Linked DNA regions of Mus musculus: region 2 is linked to region 1. The links are chromatin contacts, called in public HiChIP or PLAC-seq maps. All regions are on one chromosome and are shown on one strand. The core of a region is the stretch at or near the end of the contact, and the rest is flanking DNA. Distances in the headings are between cores, read along the strand shown.

Region 1 (4,812 bases), core at 1,311-3,810:
AAGGATACCGCAGTAATTTAACTGTTGTATCTGAAAACAACTTAAGATGCTGAGAATTACTGATGGAAAAGGAGTGGCTTTGACATGGTGTCCCCTCTTTTGACATCTGCAATTCTCCAGGAATCTCTGAGACCTTGTCTAACCTTGAATATGCCAAGATTCTGTCATATTGCCATGAAGTCACAGTGTGGCCACTTGTCTTCCATTTTCACCACTGCCCTGGTCTTGCAGGGTGAAGAAGAAAACCGTGTATGCCCTGCTCTGAATGCCTCAGAGGAAGGCCCTGGAGAAATGGAGGGGCTGCCTCACCCCACGGACGCTGTGCTTCCCTGCCGAGGCAGAGGCCCTCTCCACTTACATTCCTCTCCAAAGCGGCAGCATCTCGCTGTGAGAGAAATGTGCAGCCAAAGCAGAAAGCCTTCCTTCCCGCTCTTGCCAGGAGTGTGACAATCACCTACTTAGGAATTGGGGAAGGCTGGGGCTGGAGGTAGTGTGTTTCTTTAGTTTCGGTTTATAGGCCTAAAGAATTCTGTTCACTTTATCCCCTCAACCCTCACAGCAGGTACTGACGACGAAGCAAGGGACAAGAACAGTCCCAGGATGGACGTCTGCTACCTCCATAGTACAGTATAAGCAGGACACACAGCCTCTCATGTCCTGTGTCTAGTTAGGTCCTTCCATGCCAGCTTCCTGTTCTGCCAGTCAGGAACCAAAGTGTGAGGGACCATTTGTGCTGGCTTTTGTGCTCTCCCCACACCCTGCAGTCAATCTTTTGGGAATGAAAAAGATTCAAGTCCTACTGATCCAAGAAGGTGCTGGGTCCTCAAGAGGACTAGAACTGTCAAACTAAGGAAGGCTCTGGACACTAATATGCCCTCATCCTCCATGTTGCCCACGGTAGCTCTGAACTCTTCTGACCTCTGGCCCTGCATTTAATCACAGAGAAACCTTAGGGGGGAAGCCCTGACATCACCTTCTTGTCTAACTGTGGGGAGGTCACTTTACATGCCAGCACATCCCCACTTTAAAATGATAGAGCTAGGGCTGGAGAGATGGCTCAGTTAAGAACACCGACTACTCTTCCAGGGGTCCTGAGTTCAATTCCCAGCAACCACATGGTGGCTCACAACCATCCGCAATGGGATCTGATGCCCTCTTCTGGTGTGTCTGAAGACAGCAACAGTGTGCTCACATAAGGTAGATAAATCTTAATATGATAGAGCTAATCACTGGGCATGATGGCACATAGCTTTAACCTCACCACTAGAGAGGCAGAGGCCAGCAAATCTCTGAGTTTGAGGCCAGCCTGGTCCATAGAGAGTTACAGGCTAAGCCCAGTTACACAGTTAGAGCCTCTCTCAAAGTGAATGAATGAATGAATGAATGAATGAATGAATGAATGAAAAGCCAGAGCTGAGGCTGACAAGACGGCTCACGGGTAAAGGTGCTTGCTATGTGCCTGCTGATCAGAGTTTAATGCTAGAGTTTACATAGTGGAAAGGGAGAACTGACTCCTAAGACTTGTCTCTGACTTCCACATGCATCATACGGCACGAACACACACACACACACACACACACACACACACACACACACACACACGAGAGAGAGGGGGGAGAGGGAGAGAGAGAGAGGGGGGGAGGGAGAAAGAGAGAGGGGGGAGAGGGAGAGAGAGAGGGGGGAGGGAGAAAGAGACAGAGAGAGAGAGAGAGAGAGAGAGAGAGAGAGAGAGAGAGAGAGAGAGAGAGAGAGAGAGAACAATCTGACCCCAGGGCCAGGTGGCCTGTGATTCTGGGGACAGCAACAATAGAGCTGTCTTGCACGGCTTCGGGAATAGCTGTATGATCTGTTCTCATCCTGCACGTTCCTAGATGGGCTAACTTCTCTTAAGTTGTCTCTCAGGCGATGGTCGTGCCCGTCTTTAATCCCAGCACCTGGGAGGCAGAGGCAGACGTATCTCTGAGTTCAGGGTCAGCCTGGTCTACAGAGCAAGTTCTAGGGCAGCCAGGGCTACAGAGAGAAACCCTGTCTCAAAAGAAACCAAGCACACACAGGTCTCTTCCTTTCCTCACGACTCACGTGTATAACCTATGGCTAAGGAGTGCAGAGGAGGTAGTGAATGTTACCGGACACTCTGCTTCGACCCTCAGCAGTCCTGGAAAGGTGCTCTGGCTGCCCTGTGTTTGTGGGGGTCTGGAAATTGTACTTATACGCCTTCTCCATGGATGTCTCCCATTGCAGACTTCATAGAGATCTTACATTGTGTCATCTTTCACAGAGTAGAGCTGAAGCATGAGACATGACTGAGAACTTTTAGGAATCTTAACATGATTTGAATAAACGTCTGTGTTTTCCTATAAGAAAGGGCTCCCATTCACACCACAGACCAGAGGTCCCATTACCACTGCAGCCCTCTGCCCGTGCTGATGATACACCCCAGTGCCCTTCATTCGTGGCTCCCTACCATGCCTGCCTTTGAGCCACAAGGTTCTTACGCCCTCCCCAGTCTTCCACCCCTCCCCTCGAAGCCCAGCTCCCAGCTGATCTTGGCCTTGACTCATTGGTGCTGACTCAACAAAGAAAAGCAGACCCCTCCCTTGGGCAGCTGGACAGTGGAGCAGGGCCAGAGTCTGCAGGAGTGGGCAAGAAGGCAGGCAAGAGGCGGGGAATCCATCAATCAGCTTGTCACCAAGTCTTTGCTGAGCCCCCCTGAAGACTTGGTCCCACGCCGAGTTGCACAATGGGGGTCCAGAGAAAGAGGGAAAAAAGACAGGAGCCTTCATTTGGTTCTACAGCACTTTAGGGGCTTGAGTTTGGAGACCACAAAGCACAGTGTCACCTTGCCCACTGTCACACAGAGGTGGAGGTCACATGTTGAAAGGAAAAGCCAGCTCTAGTGTCATGTGTGCAGGGAAGTGAGAAGGCAGCACCCAAGGAGGGTCTTGAAGCTGCATTTCCAAGGCTTTGGGCACAAGGTCATGTTAGCTGAGATGGGAGAAGGATGAATGGAAACTGGTGATTTTAAAGCTCCGAATCATTATTAGCCCCCACATCCCTCCCTTACCAGCCTGCTGGCGATGGGGCACTGACTGCCTTTTCAGTCAAAGCACTGTTTCGGGGCTGGAGAGATGGCTCAGCGGTTAAGAGCACTGACTGCTTTTCTGAAGGTCCTGAGTTCAAATCCCAGCAACCACATGGTGGCTCACAACCATCTGTAACAAGATCTGAAGCCCTCTTCTGGAGTGTCTGAAGACAGTTACAGTGTACTTACATATTATAAATAAATCTAAAAAAAAAAAAAAAAAAAGAGCACTGTTTCTACATGTCCCTACCACAATGAACTGCTGTATTACTGAGCAAAAAGATTTACTTATTTTATGTATATGAGTGCTCTAACATATACACCTGCATTTCAGAAGACGGCATCAGATCTTGGTAGAAATGGTTGTGAGCCACCATGTGGGATTTGAACTCAGGACATCCGGAAGAGCAGCCAGTGCTCTTAACTGCTGAGCCATCTCTCCAGCTCGAGCAATTTTTTTTTAAAGATTTTTTTTTATGTGTGTGAGAGTTTTGCTTATACCTAAGTACATTACCTGTGTGCAATGGACCATACATCCTATCATAGTCTTTTAATTGTATATTCTCATTGGATCCCCCAGAGTTGGAATTACAGGCCATTATCAACCATGTGGGTGTTGGGAATTGAACCCAGGTCCTTTGGAAGAGCAGCCAGTGCTGTTAATCTCCAAACCATCTTTGAAGCCCAACAAAGTAGGTTTTAAACTCTCCTTGCACACACAGAGCAGGCAAAGGGCCATAAGGGATGAGAGTAATGGGACCTGGCGTGAGGAAGGCTGCATTTGGAATCCTAAAGCCCTAGCTAGAGATTGGAATCCTCACACCACTTCTTATCCCCGACACAGCTCATTCCCAGTGCTCAGTCATTCAGTTCCTGGGTTTTGCTGGCCTCCGCTCCTGAGGAGAAAGGGCATGCATCTCACTGGCCTTTGGAAGCAGCAGGGCTGTTGGTGTGCTGTGGCCACTCTCATCAGGGAAGTCATACCTGTGCACGGAACAAAGTTAAGAGCGGGAGAAAGAGAAGCACTCTGATCCCTCCAAGTCCTCTCAGCCTCAGCAAGGGCTCCCCCTGCTGTTCACTACCTACACTCCTTTTGCCTGCCCCGGGTTAATCAGCAGAATCCCAATGGCAGTTTCTTAACAGTGTCTTATGTAGTGGCACTTTCTCTCCAGCCTGTCTGTAGTGGCCTTTTAGCGTTATATACTTATCACTTGCTGAGACTGGCCTCCAACCATCAAAACCCCTCACAGATACCACTCTGTACCTTGGTTTCTTTATCTATAGAGAACAAAGCTCTTCTGTTGCCCAAGCCAGTGAACGGGGAGGTGAAGTTGAAGCACGGAACTCCTTGTGGACTTCATTCTTTCCCCATTCAATGACTCTCTTCAAGTAGAAAATCTTAGAGTTTTTGTCATCTATAAAAGGGGGAAAGAATTCCATTAGGTTCTTGAGTTTGGAGCAATTAAAAGAGGAAGAAGTGCTGGGGAAAAGAAACCTGATGACAGGCCGAGTGTGGTGGTGTAAGCCTTTAATCCCAGCACTCGGGAGGCAGAGGCATGCGGATTTCTGAGTTCGAGGCCAGCCTGGTCTACAGAGTGAGTTCCAGGACAGCCAGAGCTACACAGAGAAACCCTGTCTCGAAAAAACAAAACAAAACAAAAAAAAAAAAAAAAAAAAAAAAGAAAAAAGAAAAAGAAACCTGATGACACAAAGGTCTTACTAGCTACAGT
Region 2 (4,812 bases), core at 1,389-3,888, 1.4 Mb before region 1:
CAGTTTGGTTCCTCCCTGTCCCCCAGGTGGCTACGGTTCCTCCTTGCTTTCCGGCTCACACATTCAGCCCATGCAACCTCGCTCTGCCTCCCACAGGCAGAAAAAAACACAAGGAAGTCAAGAGCCAGGAGCCAGGTGGGAGGGCCCAGGTGTGGCCCAGCTGGGGAACAGCTGGAAGGGAACAGCTGTTGGCTTGGAACATGACCTGATTACCCAGGGGGCTGAGTAGACCTGTGGATGGTAGGTGTGAGTTCTGGGTTTTGGCAAGATGATTCTTAGGGTGTGGAGCTGAGTGAGAGTGAAGACTCTGGGTACGGGGTTTCCTGGAAAGGCGAAGAGGAATTTATGAGATTTTTGTGCTGAAAACAGAAGTCTCTGTTTTAGAAAAGGTTTTGAAAAGAGGAGTATGGAGAATGGGAGGGCGAATACAGAAGTCTCTCCAGCAGTGTAATGTCTCATTGGAGGTGCTTCCTGCTGTCTAACTTAAGTACTTTCTGCTTTAGTGCTGCCCCATTTCTTTTGATTATGGTGGGGGTAAGCTCGCAGAAATTCATGACTGGGCTTCCATTTCTATGTTCCCTAAGTGAGAGGCAGCCTCTTGCCCCCTTCTGTTCTTGGACCCAAGCCTCCTCATGCAGCGTCACCTTGCCTCTTCTTTGGCCCACTTCCCATCCCTGGCCAGCACTATTTTGATGTCCTCTTGGGACACCTGGCTCTGCTCCCGCAGTGTTCATGCCTGGCTTGGGCTATGAACTGTGTGTTCCAGACACTGTGCTCCGGTGCAAAGCCCTGGCTGGTAGATGGGTGGTCAGTGTGCAGCTGGCAGAGTAGGAAAGGCTATTGAGAAAAGGCCCAGGGCATCTTCCCTAACTGATGCCAGGTTTTAAGATACTTGTCTGGGCATCTATGGGTGCCTTGGTATGTCAAGCGGGTATAGGCAATTTTACATTTAATTCACTCCTTTTTCCTCCCAGGGAGGTCAGCTTCTTGTCTCCATCTTATAGAAGACGTTAATGGTGGCTCAGGATGACACAGGTATCCTCAAGATCATGTGTCCCATGGGTTTCAGGGTTAGGATTTGGATGCTAGTCTTTTTGTATCAGGGTCCTTCTCTTTGGGAGATAAGAGGTGATGCCCATTTCACAGATGAGAAGGTTGAGTCTCCCAGAGGGGCTGGAGCCCAGATTGGTCCAATCACAGGGCAAGATAGGACCTTCTCTCTGGTTTGTTTGAGCCTGGCCAGGCATGTTCTACCCTGAAGCTACACACAGAGCAAGAAAAATGTGTTAGAAACTGGACTCAAGGGATCATGGAGTAGGATTGGGAATTTTGGGGTCAGGGTGAGGAGGAATCCAAATTGTACCACTCAGACTGGGGGAGAGGAGGGACGTAAGTCTGTAGGAGAATGTCTAGCTTTGACTTGAAGGGTATCGCTGTTTAGAACCAATCACGGTATCAGGGTGTCATATCCCTTGCACCTGTGGGGTGGGAAGGTCTTATGTCTAGGTGGGCTTTTGACCCCATCACACCATCTAAGAGCCTGTTCTGGACGTGTCCAGGTCCTTCTAAGGTTCTCCACCCTGGGGACTATGGTGGCTAGAACAATCTGGAGACCTGAGCTTGGACCCGCTGCAGCAACTTCTTTCCTGTGCACTGAGCCTGGGAAGGCAATCTCGGCAGGATCGGCTGTTTCTGCAGGCAGTGGATGGAGCCAGGTCTGGCTTGCTTCTCAATTCAGTGTCCTTGGGTGGCTGGTCTGTGCCATCTCCCTCTTCCTGTGTCCCTTCCTTTTCTACCTTGCTCTTTCTAGAAGGGAGGAGCCAATCGTCTTCTCGCAGCCCCTCAGCTTGGCCCTGCTAGGCCTCCCTGCTCTGCCCCCCTCTCCACTTGCTGGTCCTCTCCCTGCTCTAGACTGTGGGGTTCTGTTTAGTCCCTCCCTCAGTCAGCTTGGCGTTTTCTCTTGGAGGTCCTTTCCTTCCTTCTGTCCTCTCTGTCCTGAAGAGGTCTGTCCCAGTGACCTGGCTTCCGCCCATGTTCTCAGATATCTGTAGGCTCCAGGCTGAGGCCAAGGCTGAGGCAGGAGCATGAGAGTCATAAGATCCACTTATAGGTTTCCATGTGCTACAGTTTTGGCCTGAGAAAGGGAAATGGTGAAGAGACATGGTTAAGGAGAGGTGGGCAGAACCTGTTGATCTGTCTCTGCCTCAGACTGCCCCCCATCTTTCCCTCCTCCAGGGAATGTCTGTCTCAGCCTTTCTTTCTCATCTGGGTCCCTAGTCTTGAGGCTTTAGGTCAGCTTTCTGCTCCTGTGCCTCTCTGTGGAGTGGCAGTGGCTGGCTTCCCAGGAGGGGAGGGGCTGTGGAGGTGGGGGCAGGGCACTCCATGATTGTATTAGCTAGTGCTGATGCAAAAAGGGGTTTCCCTGCCCGGCTCTCTGGGTCCCCTTCCACCACCCTCCTTCCTTGCTCCCCATTCATCTCCGCCTTTCTCAGATCCATCAGAATCAATTAGACCTTCCCTGCTGTAATCTTATTGTGGGGCCTGGGCTCCCACCCAGCAGCCCAGCTCCCAGGCCTGAAGTCTCCATTCTGGGCCCTGCAAAGAACACTCCAGGGAGAAGGGATGACCGGGATGACCTCAGGACCCTTGCCCTTCCTTCCCCACCCTGGGGGTCCCTAGTGGATCAATAGCCTGCCTGGCCTGTCCCCACTCCCACTCCTCCCCCACCCACCGTTAATCATGTCCTAGGCCGCTGAGTGGTGATGGAAATCATTTGGAAAGGGGCCCAGAGGACCAGGATTCTCAGCCCAGGGAACAGAGAGCGGTGGGGGTGGGGAGAGGAGGGGGCTTGAATACTGTGCTGCCAGTCTGGAGGCATTTATTGTGTGGAAGAGAGTGACCAAGCTATTCTTCCCTAGGAAGGCAGACTCAAGGAAACGGTTTGGAATTTGAGAGGGGGACTGGAGGCTAGCTATCAGGAGGAACTTCCGGGCTGTAGAAGATCAGAGACCTGGGTTAGCGGTGGTGAAGGAACACCCCTAGGAGGACAGATATTGCCCTCTTTCCTTCTGGCTACCATGTTATGCTATGGAAAAGCAATGGACCAGGAACAGGGGCCTCTGTCAGCTTTGGCACTGATACTTGCTGGCCATGTATAGCAAATCAGTGTAAGCAATCAGGGCCTCAGAGTCCTGTGACAAGCAGGGGTAGGGAAGGGGTGGGGCATTTCTAAGTTTGAGTGGACACCAGAGGGCTGGTTCAGAAGAGAGATCAAGGTGTCTCTTGTCAGGGTGGGTAGAGAGGGGACATAAAGATCTTATTGGCCTGGCTGCAGTGACAGCAGAACTCTCAAAGTGACCAATGGCCTGGATCTGGAATCTGGAAGGGATGTTTCACCCTTCATCCCTCCCTCTCTTCTCCCTGTGCCCCCCTCAAGTGAGCTCCTGTTTACTGTCCCCTTGTCGGATCCTGTGCTGGGTACTAGGGTGCACCTGAGAGTGGTGGACAGTGGCCTCTAGAGCTGGCCTTCTGGTGGGGAAGAAAGGGAGAATGAAGAAGCCAGCAGATATATCAACAAGGAATGGTGCCAAGTACAAGGAGGGAATGAGCTATCAGTGCCCACAGAAGAACTGGAGGAGGACTCCTGTGGGCTGGCCAGAGGAGGCTGCCTAGAGCTGTTGCCACTTGAGTCCCTGTGAGTCAGGTCTACTCTGCAGGAGTCTGTTCTGTTGTAGGCAGAGTGGCCTGGGGCTGGGTGTGAGTTCTATGCCTTGGGCCTGGTTGGGTGGTTGATCTTGTGAGTACAGTTGAGTAGACCCTGGGGGAGCAGAAGGACCTGGAGCCCAACCTGAGGGTGGGAGAATTTGACTGCAAACCTCCTGGGGCCCTTGGGGCATCACAAGAGAGGGTAGGGACACTGGCTCTTGTGAGCAGGTGGCGAGTAGGGAGAAAAGGGGAATTACTGGATCCAAGCCCTTCCTGGGGAAGCGTTGGGAGGTCCCCAGGGAACCATGCCTGCACACCTCTTTCTAGGTGTGAAAGAGAGTCTGGGAGCCTGAGATCAAATGCTCCGGGACTCTCCTCTAACAGGAGTTGCCTTTGTCCTGGAAGACAAAACCAACAGAGGAGACTCTGTGCTGGGCTGCCAGGTAGACCCTCCTCCCACGGCTGTCCCAGGGCACAGCTGTGCAGTGACCTGCTCTCTTGTTTCCTGACACCTGTACTGGCCCCTCTAGGAACCCTATCCTCCTTGCCTTGATTTGCTATGGGAAAAGGGGACTCCCCTGGCCCTGATCTAAGAATATGTGGATATGTGGGGGTGGGTAGATCACAGATGGCCTTCACCTTGTCTGGGGTTGGGATCTGCTTCCAGGTCAGTTCTCACCTACCTGTGATCCAGGGGATCTGTCATCTTTTGGCCTCTGAAGCTACCTACATACCTCTCTCCTCTCTGTCTGTCTGTCTGTCTGTCTGTCTGTCTCACACACAGTCACTCAAGGAAAAAAGAAAAGAAGAAAAAAATTAATTTTAAAAAATACCTAACAAAATCTACTCAGGAGAGGGCATATTTATTTTGGCTGACAGTTTGAGGGGGACACAGCCCATCATGGTGCCAGGAGCTTATACAACCCATCTATCAGACCAGGCGAAGAAATTTCTATTCTTTCAAGCCCTGAAGGACTTTATCCCATGCCCACCTGGAGTCTAGCAGGACGGGAGGAGTGGAGAAGAACAGGAGCTGTCAGGGCTGGAAGTCAGGCCCTGGGTCTGTGGAAGCTCGGGAAGGTCCTGCCTTATGGACAGGGAGACCAG

Evidence for each region. HiChIP or PLAC-seq counts read pairs in DNA pulled down with a chosen protein or histone mark.
Region 2: an H3K27ac HiChIP or PLAC-seq map of stem cell-derived neural progenitor cells shows a contact between it and region 1, with 9 times the contacts expected there. The contact joins two enhancer-like sites. A contact is called at or near these places in 4 of 39 promoter capture datasets (embryonic stem cells, hippocampal neurons, liver and 1 more), 6 of 115 datasets of contacts at active chromatin or transcription factors (astrocytes, embryonic stem cells and stem cell-derived neural progenitor cells) and 1 of 9 other capture datasets (embryonic stem cells).

The regions. Positions count from the first base shown.
Region 1 is chr1:72,718,374-72,723,185 of GRCm38.p6, reverse strand. No RefSeq gene overlaps it. Among named protein-coding and RNA genes, the nearest start is that of Gm51632, 5.5 kb to the left of the region's middle. Within about 2 kb of position 2,560, at least 24 of the 459 cell types and tissues checked have an H3K27ac peak or open chromatin away from gene starts, as enhancers often do. A contact at or near this core is called in stem cell-derived neural progenitor cells, where this site is marked.
Region 2 is chr1:74,101,752-74,106,563 of GRCm38.p6, reverse strand. The region is part of intron 1 of Tns1 (tensin 1); the gene reads left to right. Among named protein-coding and RNA genes, the nearest start is that of Gm31637, 8.5 kb to the right of the region's middle. Within about 2 kb of position 2,638, at least 56 of the 459 cell types and tissues checked have an H3K27ac peak or open chromatin away from gene starts, as enhancers often do. A contact at or near this core is called in stem cell-derived neural progenitor cells, where this site is marked.